Linked DNA regions of Gossypium hirsutum: region 2 is linked to region 1. Evidence: chromatin contacts called from public Hi-C data. All regions are on one chromosome and are shown on one strand. The core of a region is the stretch at or near the end of the contact, and the rest is flanking DNA. Distances in the headings are between cores, read along the strand shown.

Region 1 (7,113 bases), core at 2,981-5,480:
CTAATTGTATTTTTGAGCTTTTTTTTTTTTTGCCATCAACATTTGTTTTGCTTTTTCTAACAGATTTAATAAATAAATTTAATGTTTCAAATTTTCTTTTCTTTCAAAAGGTTTTAATCTTTCGTATGTTTTTTTACTGAGAAATTTTTCTACTGAGTTAATTTTTTTAGATAATTACGTTTATTTTATTTAAATTAAGAGTTTTTTTAATCTAATGTATTGTTTTTTTATTTTTTTATTTTTCACGTATAATTATCTTATTAGGTTATCTAAGTGATAAATTACATCTCATTAAAAATATTCCATGTATAAAAATTTACATCATCCCTGTTAATTTTTTTAACGGTACTTTCATTAAATTTGTTAGAAAAAATAGATTGAAAAAAAACTAAAAGATACAATTAGAATCATTTTAACAAAACATAAAACGACCAAATTTACCCTTTAAATCGTAATAAAATTTCTAACATAAAATCAAATACTATATACAAACACCCCATGATACGAACCGCCCATAGAAGCAAAAGAGCTTTCAGCCTCTATTAATTTTTTTTTTTGCATTTTTAAAAAAACTTAAAGTAAACCAAGATCTTACTTTAAATTAAATATATTATCATGAATTTAAAGCAAAATATATAATAAGGTAGACACCTAACCTAAGTGCCCCCTTTTGGTTTCCATTTTAGGAGAGAAACAGAATAATGTAAAACATTGTCGGTCATATGATCACCGGATCATGAAATGATGGTTTATTCAAATTAATTAATAAATAAAAAAAATGGGATCATGAAAGGGCTACATTTACTCTTTGTAAATTTAAAATTTAGTATTGTACGTCCATTTTTTAGTTACATTTTTATCAAGTGAGTCATGGGATCTATCATTAATAGTAGTGATTAATCCCTTTGTCGTGAGTGTTCTCTAAAAAAATAGACAGCTAGTCATAAAATGTGCTCCATTCCATTCTCATGAATGGAGATCAAACCCGATTATATGATTACGTGAGTAAGTATTTAATATTTTATTAATTCAACTAATCCACATTATTAAAAAATATTTAAAAAATATTTATTTGTTCAGCTTTGATTTTATTTGCATCCAGAATTGGAATAAAATTTTTGATTGGTTTATAATTTTTATTTCTAAACTAAAATCACCGTAAAATAGACACTAATTTAAAATAAAATTTATATACTTTATTTGGATTCCATTAATTTCAAACAAATGAATGTGGTTCAATAATTTCAGTAACTTCAGTTTCTTTATTATATATTTCGATTGATTTATTAATTCTCTATGTTTAGTCCAGTTTATTTAATTTTAATTTTTTTAAAGAAATAGAATCGACCAACAATGTTCAAATATTGCTATTTTCTTTTTGGAATATTTTAATTGTGCAATTTGGAGCACATGCAAGTGAGGCACATTATTTAGATCCAAAATGTAAGACTAAATGTGACCAAATATGAATAGGTAATATAATATTTGTAAAGGTGATCTTGGGAGAGGATATTGTCAGCTTTCCACCAAAATGGGTACCATACTAAGGTCCAGGGCGAAGAAAAATGACATTCTTTTATCATCATGATGTGAAATGGCGTGGTGGGAGTGGGAGATGACCAATAATTGAGTAATTCTAGTATTGAATTCGAATGAAAAAGATACTGTAGTTTCATTAAATTACTATAGTAAGATAATTTTATAGCTTAACTGCTAGGTAATGACTAATCTAATTCCTACAACTATCTATCAGTATCTTTTAAAATTAGTGTTGTGAGAAATGTTTATTAAAAGTGACTTTAAAATTTTTAATTTTTAATTTAAATATTTATGATATTTTAATAAGAATATAAAAAAATAATTTATGTTAATATTTTGATATATGAACTATAAATTTTAAATACTTGTAAGTAAACAATATTTTAGTACGATATTCGGCCAATTAAGTTTAAGAATAAGCCTTGTTTTCTCTTGAGTGGTGAGAGGTTTTTCTCAATCATGAGATTTGTTCCCCGATCTTTTTTTTGTTTTTCTTGTTCGCTTTGATTTTGTTTGATCAACTGATTGTGCCTCCGGATATATTTCAATGTAATAGATGAGGTTAGGTTTTCTTTTATTTTGTGTTGCAAATAAGCCTTTCAATCGCATAGGTGTTGTATATATTTTGAGGAATTTGTGGCCGAAGAGTGAAGTGCTTGTAATTAGGAGTTTAGAGGTTAATTTGTATAGCATTTCTTTTAGATTTGGAGAATTGATGAAGAGGCATTCTTTGATACTGAAACAATGGATGCCTAGATGTGTTGTTGGAGAGATTGATTTTAGTGAGGTTATTTTTTGGATTCAGCTACATAATGCTCTTTTATTAATGATGATGATGGCTAATGTTATAGTGATCAGTAGTAATTCTTTAGAGGGAGTAGTGCATAGTGAAAGATTAATAATTTTTTTTAATTTTTTTTTTTACGTATTAGGTTGGGCTTGAAGGTGGATAAGTCATTAGTTGATGGATTTTAAGTTTCTATGAGGGATAAGGAAAGGATAAGAGTATCGGGGAGGTGCTTCGAATGAGCTCCTCTTGGTCTTATTCTGGTCAAAGAGGTTGACTTGACTAAGTTTTTTAGGTAAAGTGGAACATATAATAATACAAAATAAATAGTAAGATATTTTTATTTTACTCAAAATTTGACATGCATAGTATACGTAAATAAAACATTAAATATGACTGTCAAAATATTAAAATATCAATCATCCAAAAAAGTTATAGAAATGTCTAATTTTAGACTAATGTAAATAGAGATTTCTCTTCAAAATATTTTATTATTATATTTTTTCGTTCAACAAAATATTATATAAAGTTTGAGATACTAAAAATTCATATTATTTAATTTGAACTACATTAGTACATTTTTATTTCATAGTTTGAATAAAATTAAGTTTTTGGTACATAATTAAATTAATTTTTATATCATGTTGAATTTATAGTCTCAAAAGCCGTAAGATTAGTTGACAATATTAAAAAGGAAATCACTATAATCTTTTTCCAATACGGGAATGCTTTGACAACAACACTGCACATCCCGCCTTTTATCCAACAAAAACATTTCAAAGACTTGGGATATTCTCCATCCATTAAGGTTTACATATAATTATATATTTTTATTAAAGCTTTACTTTAACTTATTTGAATAATGATTAAAAATATATTTGTAAAATAATCATGGGAGTTAGGTGAGACGGTAACGATTTCTCCTATTTTAACAAGTAGTTGAGGGTTCAATTATTGTCTTGAGTGTGGGACAGCTTTAAAACTCGTGGCTGACATCTATAGAATACGGAGGATTAATCTTGAGAAATAAAAATAAATTATATTATTTTTAGACTATTTTTATCGTTTTATATTCTTATGTATAGTGAATAATAAAAATAAAAAAACTATAGTTCTCACACCTTTAACTTTACGATTTTAACTAAAAGTTCATTTAACATATACATAAATTTTTTTCACTCAAATCGTGTAATTTTTTCAATACAATGCCCACTTCTACTTATAACCTTTTTTAATGCTTAAATAAAAATAAAAAATAAAAACTAGGCCCCTCTAAAATGAAAAATTTTCTATGTGGCCCCTTTAAAATTCTTAAAATTTTAAATTAGTAAAGGTAAAATTGTACTTTGACCTCCCTAAAATATAATAATTTAATTTAATTCTTTAAAAATGATAAAGATATAATCTATTAAAATAGTGGAATTGTATTTTATTTATTGCAAAAATTACAATTTAATTTCCTCTTAAAAAATTGATATGACTTCACCACAGCTTAAATGCATCCTCCAAATGGTTAGAATAACAAGGGTGCAACTCAGAGGGTAAAACAAATTTAGATAATTAACATGTAAATTCATAATATGGTTGTAAATAATGTAAAAGAGAAAGAAGAAAAGTAGGAGAATTAGATGGTGTTTCTGAGTAGAACTGGACAAAAGATCCATGGAATACAGTCTGTTACCAAAAACAACCCACTCAACTAATATCTCAATCTCCTAAATCATATCTACGTTATTTTATATTTTTAATTTAAGTGTAAATGAGTTGATACAATTTTTTTTTATGATAAATCATATTATTTTAAAAAATTATATATAAAATTTTTATCACTCCACCTACAACAGTGACGTAATTATTTCATATTATTTTTATATTTTAATTATTCCTTTTAATCTTAACAGGGTAAATGTGCAAAGTTGCCATAGTATACACTTAAACATGCTTCCCCAGTTATATATACGTTCACTCCCCACTCTATGTCTCAGCACCTCAACCTTCAAAGCAAATAAAACTTTGAATTATTCATACAAAACAATGAAAACCCACTTTTTTCCCCTGGTTTTTCTCCTCATTTTTTTCTTAGCCCAAGGTCTGAACCCCAAATGTGCCATCCAAGACCATGGCTCAAACCTGCAAGTGTTCCATGTTTACAGTCCATGCTCACCCTTCAAACCCTCAAAACCACTCTCATGGGAAGAGGATGTGCTGCAAACGCTAGCCAAGGACCAAGCCAGGGTGCAGTTTTTGTCCAGCCTGGTGGCTAAGAAATCTGTGGTGCCTATAGCTTCAGGCAGGCAGATTGTGCAAAGCCCAACTTACATTGTGAAGGCCAATATTGGAACCCCACCTCAGCCCATGCTTATGGCCATGGATACAAGCAGTGATGCTGCTTGGGTGCCTTGCACTGGCTGCATTGGCTGCTCTTCTACTGCTTTTGACTTTGCTAAATCCACCACTTTCAAGACCCTTGGCTGCCAAGCTGCTCAATGCAAGCAGGTAATTAAGCTGCCAAGCTTTCATATACTACCTGCTTAGCCACGCGCTTGGCTGGTTAAGTAATTGTATTTCATCATAAAGTTAGGAAGTCGGTACAATATGAAACATCACAGGTGTTTCGGTGCATCTTTAACGGATACCTTTTTAACATTTGCATCATGTGATAACTTTTTTCAGGTACCAAACCCCACTTGCGGCGGAAGCGCGTGCGCATTCAACATGACCTACGGTGGCTCAACCATAGCCGGTAACCTATCACAGGACACCATAACCTTAGCCACCGACCCAATCCCAAACTACACTTTCGGTTGCCTCCAAAAGACAGCAGGCAGCTCAGTGCCACCACAAGGTGTATTGGGCTTGGGCCGGGGCCCATTATCCCTCCTTTCCCAATCCCAAAATTTGTACCAATCAACATTTTCATATTGCTTGCCTAGCATTAGGTCACCTAACTTTTCTGGGTCATTGAGACTTGGACCAAGTGGGCAACCCGTGAGGATCAAATACACCCCGTTGCTTAAGAACCCTAGGAGGCCCTCACTTTATTACGTCAATTTGATTGGAATTAGGGTTGGAAGAAGGATTGTTGATATCCCACCAAGTGCCATTGCTTTCAATCCTTCCACTGGTGCTGGCACCATTATTGATTCTGGTAACGTGTCTTCGTAATTGGATCAGTCAATTAAATGAATTGAACTAAAGCATGATATGAATTGATTTAACCAGTGTATTTCAATTTAGGTACCGTCTTCACCCGGCTAGTTGAGCCAGCCTATGTAGCTGTCCGGGACGCATTCCGGAGACGAGTAAGGGTGGCGAACGTGACATCTCTGGGTGGGTTCGACACATGTTACTCGGTCCCAATCAATGCACCGACCATAACATTTATGTTTTCGGGCATGAACGTGACACTGCCACAAGAGAACCTACTGCTCCACAGCACAGCAGGCAGCATCACATGTCTTGCGATGGCATCGGCACCAGCGCTGAATGTGATCGCCAATATGCAGCAGCAGAACCATAGGGTGGTTTTCGATGTGCCAAATTCGAGGATGGGGGTCGCCCGTGAGCGATGTTCGTAAAAAGTGTGGGGTCTTTTTCTTCTAACTTTTGGGAAACAGTGTTGGTGTTGATTAAAAGCAGAATATATCTGATTAATAATGAAAGTAAAATTTTTGTAGTTATATATTACTTTGTACTGGAGGCTGGTCCTAGTCACGGGCTTTCCCTTACTTTTATTATGTCTTGTTTTTAGGTTTTAATATCCAAATTTTCGAATTCTGTTTCTATTATTATAATCGTGCTTTAACACAATCATAATTTTGGTTCAATCATGTTATAAAAAATTAGTTTTGTATTTAGTACGTCTAAATTTATATACTACGACTCCGTTTATTTGCCAGTAAAATAATTTCTAGAAATTGATTTACTTTTTTGGTGTTTGAATGAATCTGTGTAAAATATTTTCTGTTGTTTGGGAGATTTCCTAAAAATATTTTTCGAAAAAGTTGTTTTTACATATATTAATGAATTTAATATACATATTAATAAATATATATTTTAAATTATTTTTACATATATTGCAATGATTTATTTATAAATAAATAAATCAAATTAAATATATAATAATACTCAATTATTAAGCTAGAATATTAACCGTCATAAATTGAAAGCAACCAAAGTCAAATAAATTATTTATAATTGTGTTATAAAAAAATAAAAAACATAATTGTGTTATAAAAAAATAAAAAACAAGGATTGAATAATTATAAATTAGCTTCCAAACTACAATTAATACTAAAAATTAATATTATTTAAATGCATAATTAGTAGTACACCACATAATAACAATAACATTGTCCAAGTGCATAATTAATATTACACCACATAAAAGTATTCCTACTAAGAATATCACACAAATTAAAAAAAGCAATCGGTCTCATCCTTATCACTTCAATACAATGCTGGTCACCACTATATAAAATACTATTAATATGATTTTCTCTTTCATAATCTCGATTCACACGAGGGTGAGAAGCAATTTCCTTCCTAATTTTTAATTTTTTAATACAAAGAGCCCCCAAAGCTAAAACTGAAGCCAGGACTCCGACAATTATATTTTGATGTTGATTACGATTCATCTACACAAAATTATGCCACACAAATATTTGATCACTACAAAAAAAGATGCAAGGTTTTCATAAGATCACATATATGACTAAAAGTTACCATGACTAAAGTGCAAACATACATATCAAAAGCTAATTATAATTGCATTAATAATTTTTTGA
Region 2 (6,414 bases), core at 491-2,990, 140 kb after region 1:
ATTAGAAATTCTATTACATGCCTATGCGTGTGGAAACCATATATTTAGAACTTAAAAGTGTATTTAAAAACAACATATAACAAATAATGAAACATATGCTTTGAAACTAATTAATAATAATACATGAAATATGTATAATATTATAATAAAAACTAGATCAAGTAAAAAAATAATTTAAACACATAAATGTTTATTCGATTTTATCTATTCAAACAATTTTAATGTAATAACAATAATAAATTCTTATGTTTAAGTAATCTAAATTGAAAATGGTATTTTTTAAGTACAAATTTGAATAGTTTAAATTAGAATAAAACGTAATTCAAGTTAAATATGAAGTGTAATTCAATATTATTAGACTGTTCTTTTAAAAATATATATTTAGTTTCAATATAATAGAATAAATAATAGTTTAAATCACATAATTCAACATTAATTTAAAATATAATTTAATATTTATCAAAATTTATCTATTCAAAAGTTTAGTTTTAATGTAATAATAAAAACATTTTCCATGTTTAAGGAAGAAATAATATAAAATAATAAAACTTTTCTTCTTTAAATATATGATTTTTTTTTTGAATTAAAAGAAGAGGGAAAAGTCCTAATCGCAACGCGACTAACACGACTCAAACTAAAATCACACTTGGGACAGTAAACCCTTGACCATCAGCCAACACATAGATTTCAGATATTTGAATAATTTAAATTACAATGAAATGTAATTCAAGATGAATATAAAAGTATAATTCAACATTGTGATTTTAATGTATTAATAGTTATCAAATTAAGTATTAAATTTAAATTTAATGTAAAAAATATTAGTTTTAATTTTTGAAATCCACTTCAAAAAAATAATTTTTAACATTTCATATGTAAAATATATTTTTTAATACATAATAAAAAATTAACTAAAGACAAATAAAGATAATTAAAATTAAATTATATATAAACAAACCGAAATTCAACTTCCCAAAAAAATTAAAATGAAATCTAATAAACATATTTAAATGTTCTCAATCTTGATCTTCTTCTTTAATCTATTCTCCTCGTCATCATCCTCTTTCTTGATGTTTTCTTCGATCTATCATCCTTGTCGCCATCTTCAATCAAAATTGGTTCTTGAATTTTAGCACAACATAATTAAACATCAAAGCTTGAATTTTAGTTCCATGATATTTAAAAATTAAAATAGTAAAAAGTGAATAAAAATAAAATATAAATAACTCAAAACAACCTCATGTTTGATTAAATTGATTTTCCATCACATTCTAGTGTCTTTTTAACGTTAGCAAGGGAACCTAATAAATAATACCAGAAAGGATTTTGTTTTCCTAGCTTATTTTAAATTCCACTTGAAAGTGTTAAAATATTTATAAAGCTCAATTTACTTTTACTTGGCATATAACTGTAACACTAGTTAAGTGACAATTAATCTAAAACGATAATCATAAATTAAATATTAAGATGAAATTAATATATAAAAAAATAATTTAGTAATATAATAAAAAATTTCAAAAAAATTTGCTAGCAAAGATATACTAATTATTGCAATAATATTGTTTACCATATATACAACTAGCGTTGTTGAATTAAAGTGGGTTGCACAGAATTCTAAAACAAGAAAAGCCGGTAAATATACTACACATGGAAGAATTGGCAAGTTGCTGTAATAGCTCAGTTGGTTAGAGTGTGTGGCTGTTAACCATAAGGTCGGAGGTTCAAGCCCTCCTTCTAGCGTTTCACATGTACTTTTATGGTTTAATTTGAAACCCAACTCGACCCAATATCAAAACTGACCCAACCCAATGCTAAAGGAAAACAAAAGGGCAATTTACCAATAAAAGCCCTTTTTTTTTAAAAATTACTGAAATGGGCCAATTATTTAATTATTTACCGGAATGGTCTATTTTCCGCAAAATCGCGTCTACGTCAGCGCGATGTCAGGGTACGCGCTAGGAAATCGCGTCCATGTCAGCGTGAGTTGCTAACGTGGAAGCAAATTGCTCCCTCTAGGACGCGATTTGCTGACGTGGAAGCAAATTGCTCCCTCTAGGACGCGATTTGCTGACGTGGGATGAACAGTTTATGTTTTTTAGCTTGGAAAACTTTGAAAAGCCATAACTTTTCGCTCGGTTGTCCGATTGAGACGTTTTTTTTTATTTCGAATAACTTTTCGAGATGTACTCGTTGACAAATAGCCGAAGGCGGTTTGGCGCATTTTTCGTCAAAAAAGATCATTTTTTACCTCTAAATTTTGATTTTTTCGGTTTAAAATTAAATTTTGAAACATTCAAATCATTATTTTCCTTATTTATTTGAAGTAAACACCGGATTTTTTTTACAGAAACTCAATGGACAGCAATCAAACGAATTCTCTTATACTTGAAAAACACTATAAATTATGGCCTATGAATCAATTGCCAATTTTAAACCATTTTTAGCATATATGCAGATGCAGATTGGGCTAGGGACCCAACAAATTGTGCTTCCACCATTGGGTATATTCTTTTCTTTAGGCACACTTCTATTAGTTGATTGCTGGAAAAACAACCAACTATAGTCAGGTCCTCGACTGAAGTTGAATATAGGGTTGCTGCTACTAAAACATTTTGGGTGTTTCATCTTTTGCAAGAACTTCAAGTCCCTTTTTCTCGCACTATTCAATTTTTTTCTAATAATTTGGGCCCACATATTATTGTCAACAACTTGTTATGCATAGAAATATGAAGCACATCGTAACCGATCTTCACTTTATCTAAGATCACATTGACTGGAAAACTTTCAATGTCAATCAACCTTACCCAAACTTGCCTTTGTTCATCAACTTTCCAAGTTAGGTGTTGTTCCACAACCCCCAAACTTGAGGGGGCATATTAATGATAGAGCTTGACCAAGTCTTCCTTTGTTAGTTTTTATCTCTTTTTAAAATTTGAATTTATATTTTTTTTAATTTTATCATCTTTTGTTGTTATTTGAATAACTGATCTTATCTTAGTTAACTTTCTTTTCTTTCTTTTTTTTTTTGATAAAATATCTTAGTTCACTTTCTACATGCAAAAATAGGGCCTATTATCAATTAATTTTTTATTCCTTCCTCTTATCCTTTACAAAACCTTATAATTTCAAGAATTCGTATGTAATTACGGATGAAAACGAGGTTAAAAAGGTTTTAAAATATCATTTGAGGCTCAATTACGTAACTTGTAACCCAAGTATCAATGCACAGGTTGTGGGTATCGATGCATTGGCTAAATTTTAAAAAATCAGCTTTGATGGTTTGAAGTATTGATACTCCAAAGGCTTGTATTGATACTTGAGCACATGTATTAGTGCTAGGGGAACCATGTATTGATGCTTGACATCGAGTATCGATGCTCGGGGTTAGGTATCAGTACTTGCCTCCCCCTTTTTTGAAAGCTTCGCTATTAACTTCGAAAGTATCAACACTTTGAGTCTATGTATTAATACCCAACCTAAGAGATACTGATTCCTAAGCTTGAGTTTCCAATACTTATGCCTGAAAATGCAATTTTCAATTATTAACACATTCCAACACCTTTAGTTACATATACCAAACGTACATAACATGCTATAACACTTAAACCATCAAATTTAACATATTAAAACAAGGAAAAAGCACATTTACAAAGTACCAAGAAACAATTGTTATGCAAAATGACTATTTAAGTAAAATTTGAAACAATATAGCTCAAATTGTAATGACCCAGTTCTGGGCAGTATAAAAAAATGCGATTTCGAAACATCATTTTTTGAACCCGGTTTGTTGCTACCTTGGCGTAATCCTGGCATCATCACTCCTGGCCTGCTCTCTCACCAAACTACTTGAAACATAAATGTAACACTTTTAAGTTCAGGAGAACTTGGTGAGAATTAAAATAGAACATTTTGGTGGATACTTTTATAATATCAAGTGAACATTTGTGCACCAACTACCATTCTTAACTTCTTACTTCTGTTTCGGCGAATACTATCACAATTTCAGGCTAACACTTACTCTCCAACTATCATACTCTTAGCGCATTAGTTCTCTCATAACTTCCTGACTGTCTTAAGTTCTTTCCAGACATTTCATTAATCTCTTCTTTCTCTTAAAACCATGAGAGTTCTTTTCAAAGATATATGCCTTCCAAGCCCACTTCGTACAAACTATCTCTTCACACATACACTTATTTCAGGACGTGTATTCAAAAATACAAATCGTTAGCAGATACTTATGCAAAATTTAATATCACCAATATACTAAATTATTTTCTTGTTTGATACCCTACAAGCTTACACTAATAATGAACTATACAAACCATTTAGATGAATCTACTCAGGATACCAATAACTCAGACTCCTTGTGATTTCAGAAGAAAACATGATACAACTCAAATATGGCGGATACCAAAAACTCAAACTCTAGCTCTATATAACGCAGACAACTCATTTTGATAGATTCTTATGTCTTTAATATCTATGAATACACCCAATTTCAAAACCAAAAGATTACCGTGGCGAATATTATTGTACATACAAATGCTTTAAGACTTATTCGATTATATCACATATTTAATTCAACAAACCAGCTTCGAATGTATCTTAACTCTATCATAGCAATATCTATTATAGAACATTCATAATTTATCTAGAACTTGCCAAAAGAATGAATAATCAACATTCTACCATACAAACTTAGTATAGTACAACACGAGGGCCAAACGAAATATTCCACGAAGGTAACATATAGAATACACCACAAAGGCAACATACAACCTCACATGTTTATTGTCTTGATAGGCTTTTACAAGAGGTACCATGGGTTTCTCCCTTATGGACTTATGCATAAATTCTTGTATCGTGATCTGTCATATTGATATACACATAATCGAAGGCTACATCATGAACATTCATACAATCATATCTTGCTATAGGTCTCAACCACATTGACTTACACACATTCATGTATCGTGATCTACTAGTCCAGTCTTCATCTTACTGGATGCTACACTATAAATGTTTTCATATCATACGATGTCATGGGTCTCAACCTCATGGTTTTACTCTTATTTTCATATCGTGATCTACTAGTCTAGTTAGCTATATAAATGCCCGACCAGAAGCATCACAAAGGGACATTTACTAAACATTTACTTACCCAGATTAGTTTCCATTCCTGACTGATTCATACTTTTTATATCAGACTTAACTGCATACTTATCATCCAACATTGTATTCAAACTGAACCTCATAATATCATCACAATACATACATCATGTTTACTATGCTCAAACATTTACCAATTATTAGTAATATCATGAATTTTATATATACTTCTACTTGAACAGTACACATGCAAGAGTTAGAATAGAGACTCACCTGATAGTCACCCACTGTAGCTCAAAGTTCCGGACCCAGACATTCTTCTCCAACTAGCAACAACAACTACTTAAGAACATAAATCCACTATCACAACCTTTATGCATTCAAATTACTTAACATCTAAACCGTATATAACGCTCATGCATGGTTTCATACTAACAACTTATTGTTCATATACCTCTTATAGACTTACTCTTTAAAAAATCAACATGCAGAGTAGTGATACTTACGCAAATATGGAATGATCACTAATTTACCCAAGAACTTTAGCTTCCAACTTGAGGAAGAAGAAATACAATTAGATTTGAGAAGAAGAAAGAACATAATGTAATATTGTAGAAATAATTCCCTTTTTTAGAAACCTTCTCACTCATATATATATCACCCCATCCCATTTAATGGAACTTAACAAGTGTCATATAGATTCAGAAGTTGTCTTTCTTAATGACCTATAATTTTCGAGAGAAACATAAATGAGAATTCTGCACAAGGGATATTAAATCAGTCAAACTAGTTGATTCCTACCCAGATTACTTTACAACCCAACTAACACCGTACTCAATCAACAAGGCGTACTATACATTTGGCGGTATCTCATACCATGACTATCTTTTTTCTTAGCACCCCATTTTCTCTTTAAATAGTAGAATAGTCTGAATTAGAATCTTCTCTTACTTAAACGAAAATTACAATACACAGTTCTTATTCGCTAAAAGAAACAATTAGGCAGATTACACTTCGCCAAAAAAAATTATTTCACTAGAACACGCCTAAATCTTGGATCCGCCGGACTTGGGGTGTGACAAAAAAATCTCAATTAACCGTATGTCATACTATATTACATGGGCTAGGACGCTTTGAAATGAGGAAATATTGACAGATTCTCTACAAACACTGGTGGTTTATCCACAAGTTTTACTGGTAGCTTTTATCTGCAAACCCTTTGTGTATTCACAACTACTGGTAGCATATTAACCTACAAACAATTGTGGTTTATCCACAATATTTAATGGCAGCTTTTATCTGTAA

Evidence for each region. Hi-C and Micro-C count contacts between places; a contact is called where the count stands out from the background.
Region 2: a contact with region 1 is called in a Hi-C map of leaf, with 1.7 times the contacts expected there. The contact joins the enhancer-like site here to the promoter of LOC107915533 in region 1. A contact is called at or near these places in 8 of 34 Hi-C or Micro-C datasets (anther, hypocotyl, leaf and 2 more).

The regions. Positions count from the first base shown.
Region 1 is chrD10:56,273,530-56,280,642 of Gossypium_hirsutum_v2.1, forward strand. LOC107915533 (aspartyl protease AED3) reads left to right here and starts at 4,231. Exons shown (of 3, transcript XM_041103356.1): 1 at 4,231-4,822; 2 at 5,000-5,474; 3 at 5,564-6,114. The coding sequence starts at 4,265. The coding sequence ends at 5,904.
Region 2 is chrD10:56,416,956-56,423,369 of Gossypium_hirsutum_v2.1, forward strand. No RefSeq gene overlaps it. Among protein-coding and RNA genes, the nearest start is that of TRNAN-GUU, 4.4 kb to the right of the region's middle. Within about 2 kb of position 1,741, at least 1 of the 9 cell types and tissues checked has an H3K27ac peak or open chromatin away from gene starts, as enhancers often do. A contact at or near this core is called in leaf, where this site is marked.